2 separate regions of the Rattus norvegicus genome follow, and region 2 is linked to region 1. The links are chromatin contacts, called in public Hi-C maps. All regions are on one chromosome and are shown on one strand. Each heading gives the region's core, a stretch centred on a gene start, on an enhancer-like site or on the middle of the called end of the contact. The rest is flanking DNA. Distances are from core to core; before and after follow the strand shown.

Evidence for each region. A called contact is a pair of places that touch in the nucleus more often than the background predicts.
Region 2: a Hi-C map of the A7r5 cell line shows a contact between it and region 1, with 2.4 times the contacts expected there. The contact joins the promoter of Gnb2 here to the promoter of Nyap1 in region 1. A contact is called at or near these places in 1 of 12 Hi-C or Micro-C datasets (the A7r5 cell line) and 1 of 1 datasets of contacts at active chromatin or transcription factors (oligodendrocytes).

Annotation. Positions count from the first base shown.
Region 1 is chr12:24,591,423-24,595,132 of GRCr8, reverse strand. It overlaps Nyap1 (neuronal tyrosine-phosphorylated phosphoinositide-3-kinase adaptor 1), which reads right to left and starts at 2,069. Exons shown (of 7, transcript NM_001107132.1): 1 at 1,522-2,069; 2 at 114-265. The coding sequence starts at 181.
Region 2 is chr12:24,793,477-24,797,453 of GRCr8, reverse strand. It overlaps Gnb2 (G protein subunit beta 2), which reads right to left and starts at 1,675. Exons shown (of 9, transcript NM_031037.2): 1 at 1,537-1,675.

The sequences.
Region 1 (3,710 bases), core at 820-3,319:
AGAACTGTCTTTGATGACAAAGCTGACGAGCCCAGCAAGGGCTGTGGCTAAGCGAAAGGGGCAGGTCTGAGTGCAACAGGCCATGGGTGGGACAGTCGAGGGCTCAGCCTTACCTCCTTTTGGCCTCCTCTTCTTTGTGCTGTCTCCACTCCAGCTTGGTTTTTCGGTAGAGAAGGTTCATGTCGTGGGACAAGAGGTGGGGGCTGAGGGGCCCTGCTTAATGCCACCAGGCCCGGGGGGCGGCCCTCCCTGGGTCCCGGATCCACTTGATAAAGGGAATGGGTGGAGAGAAAAAGAAGGATATGGTTGGGGAGGGAGGAATGAAAAAAAGAAAGAGGAACAGAGACATGATTTGGGTCTTCAGAAGAGGAAAACACAGGCACAGAATTTCCAGTACAGCTTAGGGGACCCCTCCCATCCAGCCAGCCATAGAAGTGTGTGTGTGTGTGTCCGGAATCACACACCCTGACAAAGGTGTTTGGAGCCACAGACACTGAGAGATCAGGTTGACACAGATTCCCATTCTGTGTAAATAGATCCTGAACCACCACAGACAGACCTCTCAAGCATACAGCAACTCTGTAGGGACACAGCATATTTAGACACACCACCAGCGACAGACTTAGATCTACAAACAGGGACAGACATAAAGGGGCACAGGTAAACACAAACCCAGGAACAACAAACACACAGACATAAACACCCACAGACACACCCACCGATACACACAGACCTCTAGCACACAAATCTGCTATGGAATTGGCCACACCTTCAGACAAGTTGTGCTCGGGGCCTACTTGCGTACATCACACCCAACCGGGGGGGGGGGCAGTTAGGCTTGCTACCCTCTTTTGGGCCCGAGGTTTAGTGGGGGGTTCATCAGGACAGGGTGGGGATGCTGAAGGAAGGATGGCGATACTGAGTTGGATAACTAAAATTCCACCCGTCCATCTACCTTCACTCTTTGGAGTCCCCGCTTTTCCAATCCTGGGCCTGGACCTCCGTCCACCTCTATTTGAGCTCTCTGGTCCCTCGGCAATGGTTTCTGCCTCCCTCCTCTTGCTGATAGCCCAAATCAATCTACCTTCTGTCTGCTCCAGGATTTGGGAGAACCCCGGCTTCCCCCTAGTAGTCCCGCCCCTGAATCCCACCCTGGCGGGGGCGGGGGTCTCCAGCCTGGCCCCATAGCAACCTTCTGTGCTGCGGCCTCCATACCTGCGCTTTGCGTCCCTTCCCCCAAACACACTCTCTCCCTTTCGCCTTCAGCTTCACGTCTCCTCCCTGGAGCCCCTCCTCACAGCCGTCCTCCTCCTTCCCCAGTTTGTTCCAAACCTGGCCTGCTTCATTCCCCCCCCCCCTTTTTCCATCCAAGGGCCCCAGGTTCCCGGGGCACCCCCTCCTCTTCCCCTTGTCCTGCTACCCTGGGTGTCTCCGCCTCTCGCCCCGCCAATCCTCCCTACCCCTAGTCCCCCCATCACCACCTCCCCGCATGAAGCCTCCCCAGTTTCTACATCACCGTACCTGGCCTGCCGGGCGCCGGCCCCCCCATGCCGGGCTCCGCCCGGAGCAGGAGGAGGGAGGAGGAGAGACAGAGAGAGACCGGGGGAGCCGAACTGGGCCCTGCCGCAGAGACAGCCCCGCCTCCGGGTCCGCCCCCAGACCCGCCCCCGGCCCCAAACCCACCCTTCCACACCCTCCAAGGACAGAGCGGGAACGGCGGTGTGGCGCTGCACCAGGAGGTTGGGGTGGAGGATGCAGGGACTGCGGAGCGTACAGGGGATCTTGAGAGGAAGGTCTTGGGGTGTGGGAGTCCCGCTCCCCAGCCTTCGGGCGTCTGGTCCTCGCCAACCCGCGCCCCCTACTCAGCGGTGCTGTGCTGGGTTGGGTCTCCCAATCCCTAAGCAGAGCGGAGCGGGGTGCTCAGCGGCGCCCCCCAGCGGGAGCCTGGAGGTCGCACCCACCCGCGAACCCCGTGCGCCTTAGTGTTCCCGGGTGGGAGGCTGCGGCTGCCAAGCGGTGAGGCGGGCAGAGGGACTCCGAGTCGCCTGCCCCGAGATCAGCGCATCTGCTCAGCAGGGGGCGTGCTCCTTTGGCCTACCCCGGGCCGTGCCCCCACCCCGCCACCCCGCCCTAGGTGCGGGGAGGGATTGGCTTGGTGCTGGGCCTCCTCCCCTTGCAGCCTCCCAGGCGCCCGGACCTTGTTCCACCGTGTGGGGCTCAAAGTCTTCCGCACGTCCGCCCCCGCGGTCCAAGTCATCCCTTACTAACCTTTGACTCCGTGGGCGCCGCCCGCCAGGATCTGCGCGCACTAGGTTGGTCTGTACTGGAGACCACTACTTGGGAGTGGTTAGGGATGTGACCTCACCCCTCCCCTCCGTTAACCTTTTCTCATCAGCCCTCTGACAAATTCCTTGCTTGGATTAGCTTCAACACATAGCTTTGTGGTTGGGTAAATTGGCATCGAGGAGAACTCGGCTGTATCCTCCAATGACTGAAAAAAAAAAAAGATCCCTGCAAAATATGTACATCCTAATCCCTGGTACCTGTGGATGCTTTCAATGCGGCAAAATCTTTGCAGGTGTGCTATGTGGCTTCAAGCAGATCTCACTGCTTGTCTGAGCTGTGTCTCATGTCATACTTGCCTTGATTAACCTTACTGGAGGCCTGGCGCGCTGTGGCAGACACCTGTGATCCCAGCATTCCTCAGGTGGAATCGAGAGGACCTTCAGTTCAAGGTCATCCTCTGCTACACAAGTTCAAAGCCAACATGGCCTGCGTGAGACTATAAATAAAGACCTTAGGAAGGAAGAGGGTTGTAAGCACTTTGTAAATCAACAGCCCCATATAGGGATGCAGTCTGGAGGAGTAAGCGTATGTGGGAAGCTTGTTTCCTGGACTACAGGACCCGGCTACTACAGCCATTCTTTACTATGGCTAAAGCAAGACAGACAAGAGAAGAAAGAGTGTGTTTTGTTTTTTTTTTTTTTTTTCTTCAGACAAGATTTTTCTGCGTGTAACCCTGGCTGTCGTGGAACTCAGTTCGTAGACAAGATTGGTCTGGAACTCACAGTGATCCACCTGCCTCTGCCTCCTGAGTGCTGGATGAATTTTAACAAAGAGATAAAGAATAAATAGACAAGAGAGGGGAAGGAATTGCTTTTGTTTGATTTTCGTTTTTCAGTACAGGGTTTCTCTGTGTAGCCTAGACTGTCCTGGGACACACTCTGTAGACCAGGCCAGCCTAGAATTCAAAGATCTGCCTACTTCTGCTATCCGAGTGCTGGGATTAAAGGTGTGTGTCGGGGTTGGGGATTTAGCTCAATGGTAGAGCGCTTGCCTAGGAAGCGCAAGGCCCTGGGTTCGGTCCCCAGCTCCGAAAAAAGGAACCAAAAAAAAAAAAAAAAAAAAAGGTGTGTGTCACCCATCCCCCCCCCAACATTTACCTATCCTTAAAAACAAGCACATACTACTTTTGCAGAAGACTAGAGCTCAGCTCCCAGCGCCCACACTGAGTGGCTCACAACTCCCTGTAATACCTGCTTCAGAGGATCAGATTGCCCAGCAGCCTCAGGCACCTGCACCAATGGGCACATTCCCACAACCAAACACACACACACACACACACACACACACACACACACACACACACACACACACCAAATAAACTGTAAGACGGGCACATTGGGGCATCCTTTTGTCAGCATTTGGAA
Region 2 (3,977 bases), core at 426-2,925, 200 kb before region 1:
GGGACGGCTCAACCCGGGATAATCCCCATTCCGGGCCGGCTGCACCCCATTAGCCTCTGGTCAGTGCGGGAGTAGCGGGGAAGGCAAACCCCCAAGCCGCCAGCTCCCTTCAGCAGCGAGGTCGCCCGCCCCGCCGCGCCCGCACAAAGCCCGTGGGAGCCTCTCAGAAGTAATTAGGGCTCCGAAGAGAGGCCCCTGGTCCCGGGGCGCGTAGCTGCTCTCTCCCAGGCGCCGGCGAGCAGCCCCAGGCGGCTCGGCCCGATGCCCCTAGGCACCCCTAGAGCCCAGCTCTGCGCCCAAGAGCCCCCGAGGCCTAGCTGGCACCACTCCAGCCTCCGACGTCCTGCCTTCCCGGGACACCTGTGCGATCTGGACGTGATTATTGCACTCTGGCGACCCAGACGTCCCCCACCCAGCTCCCACTTCCCCCAGCCACTGGGCGTTCCTCTTCCCCGAAGATGTTTCCCCTCCATAAGTTCAGCTTTCTGCGCCAGTGCCAGAGGATGCCCCTCCAAAATGAAGTGGGAGGGGGGGCAACGACACAGCTAGTACCCCACTCCAGCTGTGGACAAAAGCCCCTTTCTTCCAGCTGCCAGCAGCCCAGGTCTGGCCCCAATGACACAAGCAGAAGGAAAACAGGCCAGGAAGAAGACACTGGGTCGGGGACCACGCTCCCAGCCCTTGATCCCCATTACCCTCCAAGGTTCCCTCAGCAGCTCCTCGATTCTAGGGATAAAGCAACCATACCCCACAAACAAACAAAAAAGGTGCCACCGCCTCCGCAGGTGTGAGAGGAGACAAGAGAGGGTCCTCAGATCTAGCAGCTGGACGGCGCAGGCTGGTGCCGTGCTGCGAAGTGCAGTGGGCCAGGCCCTCCAGTTCGTAGGACCTCCATTTTGCCCAAAAGAAAGCTGGGTGAAGGGGACAGGCGACTAGGTGCCAGACCTGGGGTAGGGATTTATAAAAAGAATAAGGAGCTGAGATCTCCAGTTTAGGGTTCGGGACTGAGAAAACACTGCCAGAGCCTAAATCAAGGGACAGTAGGGTGGAGACGAAGACAAGGGTGGCCTTGAGGCCTTGGCCGTATCTCCTGGGATTCTGGAGTTCTGCAAGGCTAATGCAAGCAAGGGTGTGAAACGAGTGGGCACGAGGCTTGTAACCCAAGGGCAGGCAGCAGGGTGGTGGTGGGGGAAAGGGGGCGGGACAGGACCTAGAAGAAACCCGGAATTTAGCCCCCCAACTATTAAGGGAGTAAGAGGCAGGCGGGGCTGGGATGGGGGTCTAAATTAGAAAAAAATTGCCACTGATACTGCAGGGAGCGCATGCATTATTGAAGCCGAGGGTCCCCCCCAGTTCCCCTTCCGGGTTTGGAAACGACCGGGCCAGAGGAAGGGAGGGGAGGTCTGGGGAGTTACGTCCGTTTCCCAAGAGCCAAACCCGGGAGACGGAAGGAACCGAGGCTTCCCCCTGCCACACACACACCCGTGAGGATTTGGGGCTGGGGGAGATGAGGACTCCTTTTGTCAGCGGAGGTACCTGAGGTGGTGGGACTCTGCCAAGGGGTCGCTTGGAGGAGCGCGGGAGGTCCTGTCTTCCTCCGCGGCGGAGGCGGCAGCGGCGGCGACGCGGATGGATTTCCTCAGTCACCCCAACTCAACCGTCCAGCGCTGCTCTCCCCAGAGCGGAGGGATCCCGCCCGCCAGTGACGCGGCCGTCGCCGCCGCGCCCAGGGCCAGGCTGGACGAGACCAACTACCCAAGTTGTGGGGGGAAGCCTAGAGGCGAAAATACCACTCCAGAGGCAAAAACTGACTCAGTCACAGTAAAAGTACAATTTTACCTTTTTCTAACTCATCAAAGATCACAATACATGGTTTACTTCCTGAAAAGGAGCAAGACATCCTCCCTAGGGACAGCAGAAGTGGTATAGGCATAAGGGAGGGTGAAAAAAAAAACTCCCGGTCACGTGATCGACCTCCTTCAACCCCCCGGATTGGGCGGCTCCAGACTGGAGGCAAGAAGGCCCAATTCTCGGCTTGTACACGCCCCCTCTGGTGAGGCCACGCCCTTCCCCGGAGGCGGAGCTTGAGAAGTCTTAAACCAGTGCAGGACAGCGCGGCAGGAAAAGACAGGGAGTAGTTTGGTGACCACTAGAGTCCCATAAAATGCAACTCAGAGGGAATTACACCCAGACGATTCTTCAAGCGCAGCACTGTGAGGGTTTTAGGCTCCCTAGACTACGCCTCATACCACTGCAATAAGAGTTCCTAGTTATTGATTTGCATACTTAAAGGGTTTTTGGTTTGTGATAGAGTATCATGAGCCCAGGATAACCCTAAACTGATAATCTTCCTGCTTGCACCTACCGAGTGCTGGAATTACAGGTACACACCCCTGTGCCTGATATATGCAGGGTGGAACTAGGGCTTCATGTATGTTAGGCAAACACTCTACCAACCGAACCACATCTCCCGCCAAAATTTTTGTTTATTAATCTTCATGATACTGACTATAGACTCAGGCTGAAGAGTTGAGATACGATCTCAACTTTAATAACTTCAACCGTTGAAGGAAACTACACTGTGGAGCACCCCACCAAGGGGGTACCTGGATTTCCATGTCTCAAAAAGTGTGTTGGGAGAGGGGGTTGGACAGATGGCTAAGGCAACAGAGTGCTTACCATGCAAAAAGAAAGACCTGAGTCTGATCCCAGAAAACCAAGTGAAAGAAAAGAAATCCAGGCACAGTGGTCTCGCCTATGCCCCCAATGTGTGCAAGGGTGGAAAGGTCCCTGAAAGGTTGCTGGTCAGCCTGTCTGACTCAGTTAGGGAGTTCAGGTGAGAGGTCTTGTCTCAAATATTAAAGCAGGAGCAGCTGATTCAGCAGTTAAGAGAGGACCAGGGTGGGCTGGAGAGATGGCTCAGCGGTTAAGAGCACTGACTGCTCTTCCAGAGGTCCTGAGTTCAAATCCCAGCAACCACATGGTGGCTCACGACCATCTGTGATGAGATCTGATGCCCTCTTCTGGTGTGTCTGAAGACAACTACAGTGTACTTATATATAATAAATAAATTTAAAAAAAAAAAAAAAAGAGAGGACCAGGGGTCTGTTGCCAGGCCTGGCATGGTGGCTCATAACCTTCTGTAACTCCAGTTCCAGGGAATCAAATGCCTTCTTCTGATGCACCAGGTACGGACACATGCACACAAGCAGAAACGGAAAACATTCATACACGTAAACTAGACCTTGAAGGAATTAAGCCGCAAAGCAATTGAGGAAGATCCCAACCACCTCTGCCCACTTCAACCTCCTAGGCACCAGATGTGGTAGCCCACACTTGTAATGTCGGACCTCCATAACAGCACCCTGTCTAAAAAACACAGGACAGAAAGCAAAACGACACTAGCAATGCCACCTCGTTCACCTTCTCCTTTAATTGACATATCCCATGACTTATACAGATAACAGATTCAACATTACAATTTGGAAAAGATCTTCTGAGGGTTGGGGATTTGGCTCAGTGGTAGAGCGTTTACCTAGGAAGCGCAAGGCCCTGGGTTCGGTCCCCAGCTCCGGAAAAAAAAAAAAAAAAAGAAACTGAGAAGAAAAGACCTTCTGCATAGTTTTACTCTAGTATCCTCAAGGTACACAGGGCCAAAGTGACTTTCTTAAAGCCACGTAAGTGAGCTAGCTGCCTAGAGCCAGTCTCTGCAGAGCTGTGTCCTCTCAAGCTTGTTTCGGTGTTAATGGGTTTCCCTGTTTTAGATCATCCAGCCAATGTTTACTGAGCCCCGGTAATGTATAGACTCTGTTTTTGGTTTTTTGTTTTTTTTTCTTTTTTCTTTTTTCTTCTTTTCCGGAGCTGGGGACCGAACCCAGGGCCTTGCGCTTCCTAGGCAAGCGCTCTACCACTGAGCTAAATTCCCAGCCCCCCCCTTTTTTTTAAATTCTTTTTTTTTTCTTTTTTCTTTTTCTCGG